Linked DNA regions of Lactuca sativa: regions 2 and 3 are each linked to region 1. The links are chromatin contacts, called in public Hi-C maps. All regions are on one chromosome and are shown on one strand. The core of a region is the stretch at or near the end of the contact, and the rest is flanking DNA. Distances in the headings are between cores, read along the strand shown.

Region 1 (4,010 bases), core at 1,017-3,516:
AATACATCTTTACATAGCGTCAAACGGCCACCGAACTGCTAAGTCTTAAGTTGAAACGAGTATTGTTTGCATATTCCTAGTAGATTTATTAATTTTATATTTTTGACTGAATAATCTAATAGAAAATATTGATATGTAAAATTATTTGTGTAGTTTATATATTTTATACATATACAAAAAAAAAAAAACAAAAAACAAAGATAGAGAGTTGGCCAATCTATTAAAACTATTAATGTATAATTATGTCATAATAACTAAAATGAGAAAAAAGACAAAAATATAATTTTCTAAATTTAAAACTACATTGACAAAAATTTTAACTAATACATTTCTCAATTTTAGAATTAAAAACTATATAGAGACCAAAGTATAATTTTTTAAATTAAAAAGTCATAGACCAAAAGTGTAACTAATCCATTTCCTTTTGGAAGTAAACATTAATACATTATACGGACAAATGTGTAACTCCTACATTTAAAACTATATGGATCAAACCTATAATTGAACCATTTCCCTAACAAAAATATATAGGGGCCTAAACTATAATTACCTTTCATAATTAAAAAGCTATACTAACTAAAAATGTAATTTCCTAAATTTAAAATGGGGCCCAAACCTGTAAGTAAATTAAAAGGTATATATAATAACGAATATATTTAACGCATTGACCTATGTTTAAATCATGATTTTATTTTATACTGTGCTCATTGAGGTTCGCTTGTAGTGATTCCAGCCTCCAGGGCATGATACATCTACTTTATACTGTGGTCATTGATGTTCGCTTGTAGTGACTCCAGTCTCCAGTGCATGAGACATAGCCTCATGTTTGCAGTGAAAGATTAGTCGGCGAGTGAAAGTTGGTCCGGAAACCCTCGTTAAAAAAGTTCTCTTTCCATAATAATAATAATAATAATAATAATAATAATAATAATAATAATAATAATAATAATAATAATAAAACAAAATAAAAGGTATATTTGAAAAACAATTAAAAAAACTTTATAAGCTTGTCAAACACTTTATTGAGTATTTTTTAAACTATATTATAAGTTTATAACCATCATTTTAGTTTGTCAAACATTACAATATAAAATAAATGTTTGAAAATATAGTCTTGTTTTCGTATCATCTGGATATCTAAAATTTGCATTTACTTGAAGTGTTCAGATTTCTGGAATTTTATTGCTTTTCCACTAGGAAAATAAAAACCAATAGTTATGAATAGAATGTTGAACAATAGTAAAAAAAGTTATAAAGTGGGAAGATTTTGGAATCACTCACACCGAAAGAATTCTTAGAACTCTCTTAAAATGGTTCTTAACATTAAATTCAATTAATTTACATGAGGCTTGTCCTCATTCCAATATATATATATATATATATATATATATATATATATATATATATATATATATATATATATATATATATATATATATATATATATATATATATATATATATATATATATTAAACTCCAATGAGTAAGTTGAAATAAGATATAGTAAAAAATTGAATAATGTATATGTAATCTTAGATATTTCTTACTTTGAATATTGTTTCTTCTATTTATAGTATGATGACATGTATTTTGATGAGACGGTTATACATACGTCATTATTATATTATTATATGTTTAAAATGATAGTACACTGCATTTGTCTCAAATATGGAATCGTAGACACTACATGGGTCTCAAACTCTTTGTGGATCTTGGAGGATGAATGATCGTTTATCGGTTCTTCATTGATGTTATGCTCTAGAAAGAAATAAATCATGTTCTTATTTATGAAATTTTTGTGGGATTCATTGATGCCTATTTAAATATATCTAAATACTTTAAATGTTTTGGATCATTGGGTTTTTCTATCTTTCCACTAGGAGAATTTGATTTTAAGGAAGTTTAAAGTAATAGTTATGAAAATGTATTAAATAGAAAAACATTAAATAATAAAATATACTTATTAATTTATTTTTTCTGCTTAAAAATAACATCAATATCTGCTCGTTGAACCAACGATGATCTGTGTGTTCTAAAGTTTTTGGATCTAAGAATCGCTTGTAGTTTGGGGATTGTTTGTCGAAATCCAGAGGTTGATTTTCGACAACCTTTACCCGACCGTATTCTTCCAGTCCCAAGAAATATACTCCATCATTCCAAAATTATTGTCCACAAACAAAAAACACACATATTCGTGAAGAGATTGGTCAAGATGTTTTTGCTTTACTAGTTGATGAATCTAGTGATGTTTCAAAAAAGGAACAAATGGCTATTGTTTTGCGTTATGTCGATAGTCTTGGCTTTGTGAAAGAAAGATTCATAGGATTAGTGCATGTGAAGGATACATCTTCTTTGACACTCAAAAACGCCATAAATGAAGTACTTACAAGTAATAAGTTGAGTTTTAGTCACCTAATTTATTCTTTACTTTTTTGTTATTTCAATTTAATATATATATATATATATATATATATATATATATATATATATATATATATATATATATATTAATTGTTTTAAATTTTAATAGATAAGAGGACAAGGTTACGATGGGGCTAGCAATATGCGGGGGGAATTCAATGATTTGAAAGCTTTGATATTACAAGAGAATGACACGGCTTTTTATGTACATTGCTTTGCACACCAACTTCAATTAGTAGTTGTGGCTGTAGCAAAGAAGCATGATGGTGTTAGTGACTTTTTTGAGCAAATTTCGTTGGTGGTTAATGTTGTTTGTGCCTCGTGTAAAAGAAAAGACTTACTACGAGAGCAAGCAAGAGAAAGGGTGCAAAAAGGCTTGTGTAGTGGTGAACTTGAAACCGAAAGAGGGTTAAATCAAGAGACAACACTTGTTCGAGCGGGAGAAACAAGATGGGGTTCACATTTCAATACACTCACAAGCTTGATGAAGTTGTTTGCGGATGTTCTTGTAGTTTTAGATTTTGTGAAAGAGGAGGGAGGATCATTGGCAAACGGTCAACAAGCATCTGAAATCTTAGCATATTTTAAATCATATGAGTTCATCTTTTACTTACATATGATGTATGACATTTTACACCTCACGGGTACATTGTCAAAGCAACTTCAAAGAAAAGATCTAGACATTTTAGAAGCGGTTTCGATGGTTAGAGGGACAATGGAGGCATTCTAATCTTTTAGAAACATAGGGTTTGCTAGCATTTTGCCAAAAATATCATCTTTTTGTCAAACACATGAAATTGATACTTTAGATATGGAAGAGTTGTATATTGGTGCGAGAAAACGTAGGACTACAAAGACTAATAAGTTTCATTTTGAGGTTGAAATCTTCAACATGGTGGTAGATATGCAACTTACAGAATATCAGGATCGATTTAGTGAAACAAGCACCCAATTACTAGAATACATGGGGTGCTTTGAGCCCTTGTGATTCATTTGCATAATTTGACAAATCAAAGTTATTGAAGTTGGGTAAGTTATACAAGTATGACTTTGATGATTCAGATACGATAGACCTTGAATGACAACTTGAGATATTTTATCACTCTTGCATCAAAGATGAGCGCTTCACTAGTTTGAAGGGAATTTCCGACCTTTCTCGTTTGATGGTTAGTACGGGGAAGCATCGGTCTTATCCTTTGGTTTATAAGCTTTTAAAGTTGGCTTTGATATTACCCGTAGCAACCGTAAGTGTAGAAAGATGTTTTTCAAAGATGAAGCTTTTGAAGACCGACTTGCGTAACAAAATTGGCGATGAATTTTTGAACAACGCATTGCTTTGTAATGTCGAGACCGAAACACTTGCGAAAGTTGAGAATGAAAAAGTAATGGAGCGGTTTCAAAAGATGTCTGTACGAAGAGGACAAATTTAAATTCTAATAGATCGTTGTTATATTATGTTTAAGCATAAAAAAAATTGTATTAGATGTTTTATATTATGTTTGACCAGATTTTATTTTTAGTGTTTTATATTATGTTTGACCGGAAAAAAAACTTGTGCAACCTCTACTAATAATTCCTGCGTCTGCCC
Region 2 (4,010 bases), core at 665-3,164, 360 kb after region 1:
TTAGTGATATCATGTCAAGATCGAACGGCTAGAAAGTGGTCGTGGATCGTTTCCATAAACTTCTTTTAAAGTGGAAACTTAAAATGCTTTCCATATGGGGTTGTCTTACGCTGCTTAAGTTAGTTCTTGGGAGTTTGGGGATTTACTACATGTCGTTGTTTAGACTTCCAGTTGGTGTTGCTTAATCTTTGGAATCCATCTGGGCTATATTCTTTTGGGGTGCAAACCATAGAAATAGAAGTTAAGTTGGGTGAAGTGAGATGTTATTTTAAACTCTATATGTAATGGGGGTTTAGATGGTGGGAGTTAGTCCTCTGTTAATTTTGCTTTGTTATATAAGTAATGGTGTTGTTTTCTAATAATTCTGACTCTCTGTGGGTTAGAGTCATTAAAGCTTGGTATGGGTTGTTGGGTGGATTTGATAGGAATCATGGTAGAAGTGGGCGAAGGGGGGTATGGACTGGGATTTTGGGTGTGATCAGTCTGTTACATGACAGGAAAATTACTTAATTATATTCTATGAGTAGAGTTGTAAGGAATGGGGCGGATGCGCAATTTTAGACATATTTTTGGTGTAGAAACAAACCCTTTCAAAAACATTTTCCTAGATTGTCCGCTCTTATAAACAGTCAAAATGCGGCTGTCAAAGACTTCTGTTTATGCAGAATTAGAGATCTTCTTTGAGACGTGATATTCGGGGGTGGTGAACAGAGCACTCAACTTTAGACTTTGATGTCTTTGCTAGAGGAGGACACCATCACTTAATCATTAAATAGATGGAGATGTTATTTGGATTCGTCGGGTAATTTCACAGTCAGATCGACGCGACCGTAGATTGATAGTGTATTTTTCCCAAATATTAACATATAGGTGGAACAAGTTTCTTCCTATAAGGTCAACATTTTTGTTTGGCGTTTAGTTTTTGATTGTCTTCCTACTCGAGTGAACTTAAATAAAAGAGAGATTGACATTGACTCGACTCTGTGTCCTATTTGTTCTTGCCATTTAGAAGATGTCGATCATTTGTTCTTCACTTGTAATTTGACTTATGCGATATGGAAAAGAAGGTGTGTTTTGATAGACATGCATATTCCTTACTTTTCAAACATAGCATATATGTTTCAATGGATTGAATTGCTAATGGTGCTCCAGTTTAAACGAAAAATCTTGGAATTGGTTTTTATTTTACACTTCTTTGGGTTTGGTGGTCTTATAGAAACGCTATGGTTTTCCAATAGCAATAATATAAAAAAGCTTTCATGTTTGGTGATATTGTAGTTTTTGTTTTTAAATGGTTTTATCATAGAAATAATAAGGCCAAACATATTTGGATTGCATGGGTCAAAAATCTCATCATGTAATTTTGAACTATATTGTTCTTTTTTGCTAACATCTAGCTAGTTTTTTATTTAAAGTTTTTGTCGTTCAAAAAAAATAAACTAATGTTAATTTAGTCATGTCATGTCATGTTTGTCGTTTTTTTAATTGATTTATTTTTCATGTTGGTTAAAAAAACACGACATCATTCATATTGTGTTCGTATTACATAAAATGTTGACGTATGGTTTCTTGTCCAAAAAAAATACAACACAATTGTCCTATTTATCACCCCTACCCGTACCTAGTCTCAAATTCATATGTTAGTCCTATGATTTTTACTCATGTATATATTTTCACTTTGACTTACCACACTCGTTTTCTTCATTTCCAAACCCTCGTTCTCACACATGCCGGACACCATCTATATGATGCATTGGCTCAACCGAAACATGAATATTTCTCTACTCCCATTCCTACCCCCATTTTAATAGGATTGTGAAGTATGTTATTGTTGTTTAATTATATTATATACCTTATTATTATTATTCAACAAAATATATAAACGGTTATACCAAAGGGCAAAGGCTTAACTTCTCTTGAAAAAAATTCATAGTAGCCGACGCACCCCATTGGTTTAAAGCCGGAATGTTTGACTTTGAGTGAGTCATGTGATGAAGCTCATCATGAGGGAGAGGAGACTGGTGGTGGTCGTCATTTTCACGCGGACACCCATCGCCATCTTTAATCCAACCTGATAAATTCATCTACGTTATCTAAAAGCGCCCCAATAAAATATCTTCCATCGTTCTTTTCTCTCGCCAATCCAATTTCCCAATTTTATCAAACAACATATGCTTCGATTTTGACCCAAAAATGCATCAGGATCCATCGACCTACTCTTTGCCGATGACTATGAACCCTCAGTTTCCAGAGCACGAACATCTTGATTGCCCTAGATGCGAATCCAGCAACACAAAATTCTGCTATTACAACAACTACAATCTCTCGCAGCCTCGCCATTACTGTAAGAACTGTCGACGTTATTGGACCAAAGGCGGAACTCTCCGTAACATCCCAATCGGTGGTGGTACTCGTAAAACCAATAAACGATCTTCAAATTCCAGTAAACGTCCTGTTAGTTCTTCGTCTCCTGATTCGCCTGTAACAACTCCACCGCCGCAGCCACCGCCTCCGCCGCCGCCAGCTCATTTGAAGCCAGAACCCTTACCGATTTTTGGGTTTGGTAATAACCAAAGTAAAATAAACGGTGAAAGTTTCAACTCGCTGTTGAGATTGAATCAAGGGGCGCAATTTGGGGGTTTTGTAGATGGGTTGAAACCGAATATGGGTGATGAAGCTCGAGAGGATAGATTGGTTGGAACTCCGGTGGCGGAGTTATTCCGGAGGGACTATTTGAGTATGAATAATGATCATAATCAGAGCGGAAGTGGAGGCGGAAGAGGGGAATCGAGCAGCTGCGACGGAGGGAATGGGTGGCCTAATCTTTCCATTTTCACGCCAGGTTCCGACTTCCATTAGATTTTGAATTCGACTTTTCAGAAATATTTAGAGATCCTGAGAATAATTTTGCTAAAGTAATCTTATTATTTGGATGATTTTGTTTGTTGTAGTCAATTATGGTTTCATGGAGTCATCCAAAATTGTGGAGATATAAATTATAGTTATACGAATAATAATAATTATCATTCATCAAACACAACACGTATAACTGAAGTAATAACTTGAAGGATTTAAAGGGCTTGTGAGTTTTAATTTTCTTCCTTTTTCTGTGTTTATTTCGTATAATGAAAAAAAAAATTTCATTTAATATACAAGTAGCAAACGATTCAATTTAACCTTTATGTGTTTTTGATTCTTCGGTACATGGACCCGTTGACAAAGTGACTTTTTTTTGGATAATTACGAGATACAACTTACCACTAAATTCACACCGGTTGTTCAAAAGTCAAAACCTATCGCTTTAATCACGTATCGCTGGTTAATGTTTTTTGTTCACAATTTATTATTCTATTTTTTTCGTACCCAATTTACTACAGTATTAAACTATATAAAGGTCATTTTCTTCGACCAACACCATCCGATCCCACCACCAATGTCCACCTCACATGGCCAGCATCCACCTCTAGGAACAAACTTCGTCTTCCATTATCTTATGGATCCCGATGAAGGTTGTGTAGGCCAGAGAAGATAAATAGAAAATTAATGATGGCTTAGAAAGATAAAAGTTACTAAATGTGTAGCAAAGTTAGTTTAATGATAAATCATATATAAATTGTGATATTGTGAGTGTAATGGTGTTTTTTAACATCAAATGGTAGTTTAATAGTGTTTTTGAATATGTAAATTGGCTAGGCCTCCAATGGTATGTCAAAATGATATTTTCTTGAACACCAAATGCAAGTTTAATGATAAATCTTGTACCCAAAAAAATGGTTAATGCTACAAAATTCATTATATATACAATATACAACATTGTTTTGTTTTAGCCCTAACTTTATTTCTTGTTCCTCATTTGTTATTATATTTTAGAAAACTTTTCATTTTCGAGCCCTTAGTTGGTCACCAACAGGTCATGATGACGTGTCGGTTGGCATTTTAATCATTTTGCATTTAGCTCCAACATTTACATATAAGTTTACATTTAGCCCCAACATTTTTTTGTTCCTTAT
Region 3 (4,010 bases), core at 850-3,349, 320 kb before region 1:
TTTTGAGTGGTTTGTACCTGACAATTGGTACAAGTAGAAATTTTGGAAAATACACAAGCAATTGAAATGAGATAATCGAATAACATCCTAACGAACAAAGTGTTTAAAAACCAACTTAAGCAAACAATTATAGTCTAGCATTCTTTTATTAGGGTTTTGATATTCTGTGTTGCTTTCATTGCTTTTGGTGTTTTTGTTATTTTGATATTGTATAATTATAATCATATGAGGACATTACCCTAATTGGTTGAATGTCATTATAATTGGAAGTTTGGAATAGGTATGTAGGTCTTTGTATGTTTTGATATGACGAATGAAAATAAAACAGTTTCCTTTTATATGAAAATGATTGATTGTGGTTTGGCTTCAAAATAAATAATATGCTTTTTACCATTATATAATGTATTGCCAAAAATATACCAAACATGTCACATAACGCAACCAAGTTCCAGTCGAGTTCACGACATTCCAATAAAATAGTTCCATATAACTTCCAATTGAGTTTATGACATTCCATGTCAATGCAATTTATACCTTTAGGGAGTGTTTGATATGTAGTATAGAACCGGCTACACTAGACAAGACCCAATTGACTATTTATATAACGTTTGACAAAAACAGAATGAGTCTGAACAAAATTTCATAAACTATTTCTATTCTTTTAGGGTATAATACTTATAAGTATATATATCCTTAAAAACTTTACTAAAATTATAATAACTTTATTAAAAAAGAGTGGTCTCTCTTTCATAGATTGGATTTGCTTTTTTTTTTTTTGGTCAATTGCTATCGGTAAACTTTAAGAAAAAAAAATTAAGATTGTATGTGGAATAGATGATTATCGGTCATCATGAATAAGAATGATAAGATGTATTGCGTTTGTAAAGAAAAAAAAAAAATATGATAAGAAAAAATATTACAAGAGGAAGAGAAGGTGTGGGGCAAAGAAAGAAAAAACACTAGAACAAAAATAAAATAAGGAGAATAGGCATTATTTTAAGGTATTTTTGTCAAATATTTCTAATTGTTCCACATTTTTGGATGAGACTAAAATATTAACAATTAGTCCCATTTGACTTAGTCAATAACCTCTTTAGTTCTTGTTCCATTCCTACTAAATACCCTTTGAACAACATTGTTCCGTTTTATTCGGTTCTGTTTGTTTCTATTTCATCCACTAAATGTTACATTAATGGTGGAGGTGGCACACATGGTGCTTAAAAAACCGCTTATTGAATTCATTAACTCTCACTTGCTGTCAAACATGGTAATCAAGACATATCACATATGCTTAGTGACTGTTCGACGAAGGTCTTTGAGTTCTGAGGTTGGTAAGGCCTCATAAATCTTTAAACGAAAAATTGAAGTCCAACATTGTAACACCCCTCCTTAGGGGCCCATTTGTAAAACATTTTCAAAACAAAGTTTAAACTCTTAAAGTTCAAAAGTTTCAAGTTTTGATGTGGAGAAGTTTATCAATCCCAAAATTATAATTAAAGTTTCAAATTGTTCATTATGTATTATAACAAAGGTTAAGTTCCCCACAAGCTAGGGTATTCTAAAATCCATGTTATCTTCTAAACACCAAGTTTCTCAATTTGAACATACATTCAAAATAAATTAAGACATAAAATGTCTAATAAATTACCCGAGGAAAAGGATACAAAGGAAATATGTCATGTCTACTCACAATATGTATCGTTGTATGTTCAACACTAGTCGATGACAGTCTTTCTGGACGGATGTTAGGTTACATAAGGTTTGACCCTTCACCCATATATATTTCCTGATTATCAACTGGGATACCTCTTTTTAAGGTTATATAGTTTAGAGGTTTATTAATAAAATTGTTTTATGAAAACATAACTTAAATAAAAAAATCTAACTTTTATTATTTGATAGTTAATATTTAATAACTTAATATAATTAGATATTCAAAAACTCATGGATAAGGTTTAAAATGTCAATATGCTCCATACCATGGTATTTAAAATACAAAATAAAAGTATGGGACGAAGGGCATTAAAGTAAAAGAACAATAATACCTGATTAGTGAATGGTATATGCTGTATCATTTTATACTATGACCGTACAATAATCCGGTTTGGGCCACACCCACACCCACCCACCCACATATTCACACACACTTCCGCCATCTCAAGATGCCGGTTCAAGAACGGAACGCCACATCGCAGTCCACAATGTCATCATCGTCTCCACAAACCGCCGTCAACGGCAGAGATAACGAATGTGACTGGGTCTGGAATGAAATCAAAGCTGAAGCTCGCCGCGACGCCGAATCGGAACCAGCCCTCGCCAGTTACCTCTACTCCACCATCATCTCCCACTCATCTCTCACACGCTCTCTCTCTTTCCATTTAGGAAACAAACTCTGCTCCTCCACTCTCCTCTCCACCCTCCTCTACGATCTTTTCCTCAACACCTTCTCCTCCGACCCATCTCTCCTCTCCGCCACCGTCGCCGACCTACGCGCCGCCCGTCAACGAGACCCTGCCTGCATCTCCTTCGCTCACTGCTTATTAAACTACAAAGGCTTTTTAGCGATCCAAGCCCATCGTGTTGCCCATAGACTTTGGGCTTTAAACCGGAAGCCTATAGCACTTGCGTTGCACTCACGCATAGCGGATGTTTTCGCGGTGGATATCCACCCTGCTGCTAGGGTTGGGAAAGGGATTTTGTTGGATCACGCAACCGGTGTTGTGATTGGGGAAACGGCGGTAGTTGGGAACAACGTATCGATTTTGCATCATGTGACGTTAGGTGGCACCGGAAAGGTAGGTGGCGATAGGCATCCGAAGATTGGGGATGGAGTTTTGATCGGTGCTGGTGCGACGGTTTTGGGGAATGTGAAGATCGGAGAAGGGGCGAAGATTGGGGCGGGGTCACTGGTGATGATTGATGTTCCACCGAGGACGACGGCGGTTGGAAATCCGGCGAGATTGGTTGGTGGGCAAGAGCAACCGAAGGTGCACGAGGATGTGCCTGGTGAGACGATGGATCATACGTCGTTTATCTATGTGATTTGAGGTTTGTTTTAGATTTACTGTAATCTGGTATTACTATGATTGTGATTAGGGTTTTGATTATTCATGGCTAAAATTCATGGGAACCATCGCTAAATTCACAAGTAATGTTCTTTTTATTTTATACTTCAACATATTTTCTATCTTAAAATTTGTCATGAAATGACCGATTAAATAAAAGAAAAATTGTTTGTTGGTATGCTGTACACACAATGATTTAAAGTTTTATTTTTGGGATGTCGATTAAACTAACCATTTAAAAAGATGGTTACTAACAAAAATGACTAATTATTTATTTTTGTGATAACGATCTATTTTGGAAACGTTAGTTCGTAGTACCATTCAGAATTCCCGACTCTATCATTACGAAGTAAGATAACTAGTTGTGTTTTGGTGATTATTGTAAATCCAAGCCTAAGCTCTGTATTTTCTAATACATTAGCATATACCCGAATACGTTACAATTAAAAAAGGCAATAAATCAATTTGTATGTATATATATGAGACTTGCTATATAAATATTAGGGTCAATGAACTTGAAAGGAACGAACTTTCGTCTTTGTTCACATTAAGGTAATAACTAGAAAGTAATGAACTTTGGTCTTTGTTCACATTAAGGTAATCATGTTTTTTTCGTACACATTTGACCATTGAACTTGTTTGACCGGTTCATAATAAGGTAATATGAGTGGTAATAAGCGGTAACATTACTCTATTATGAACAGGTCAAACAGTTTACTGGTCATATGTGTACGAAAAAACATGGCTACCTAAACATTGACAAAAACCAAAGGTCCTTGCCTATTTTGGTAATATTTGGTTCTTTATGTTAATTGCAAGTAGTCATAAGATCCATTGACGTGATATGAAATTGGGTTGTTCGGTCTTTGTGTATGAGGAGATAGTCAAGTCTTGGGCTAACCCAGTTTAGGCCCATCTAGTTAGGGTTTAGGTTGTATACGCTTA

The links. Hi-C and Micro-C count contacts between places; a contact is called where the count stands out from the background.
Region 2: a Hi-C map of seed shows a contact between it and region 1, with 6 times the contacts expected there. The contact joins the promoter of LOC111906861 here to the promoter of LOC111906828 in region 1. A contact is called at or near these places in 2 of 4 Hi-C or Micro-C datasets (leaf and seed).
Region 3: a contact with region 1 is called in a Hi-C map of leaf, with 5 times the contacts expected there. The contact joins the promoter of LOC111906855 here to the promoter of LOC111906828 in region 1. A contact is called at or near these places in 2 of 4 Hi-C or Micro-C datasets (leaf and seed).

The regions. Positions count from the first base shown.
Region 1 is chr4:169,842,470-169,846,479 of Lsat_Salinas_v11, forward strand. LOC111906828 reads left to right here and starts at 2,267. Exons shown (of 2, transcript XM_023902606.2): 1 at 2,267-2,380; 2 at 2,532-3,152. The coding sequence starts at 2,267. The coding sequence ends at 3,152.
Region 2 is chr4:170,206,165-170,210,174 of Lsat_Salinas_v11, forward strand. It overlaps LOC111906861 (dof zinc finger protein DOF1.7), which reads left to right and starts at 1,915. Exons shown (of 1, transcript XM_023902637.3): 1 at 1,915-2,955. The coding sequence starts at 2,194. The coding sequence ends at 2,859.
Region 3 is chr4:169,524,169-169,528,178 of Lsat_Salinas_v11, forward strand. LOC111906855 (serine acetyltransferase 5) reads left to right here and starts at 2,100. Exons shown (of 1, transcript XM_023902631.2): 1 at 2,100-3,130. The coding sequence starts at 2,163. The coding sequence ends at 3,047.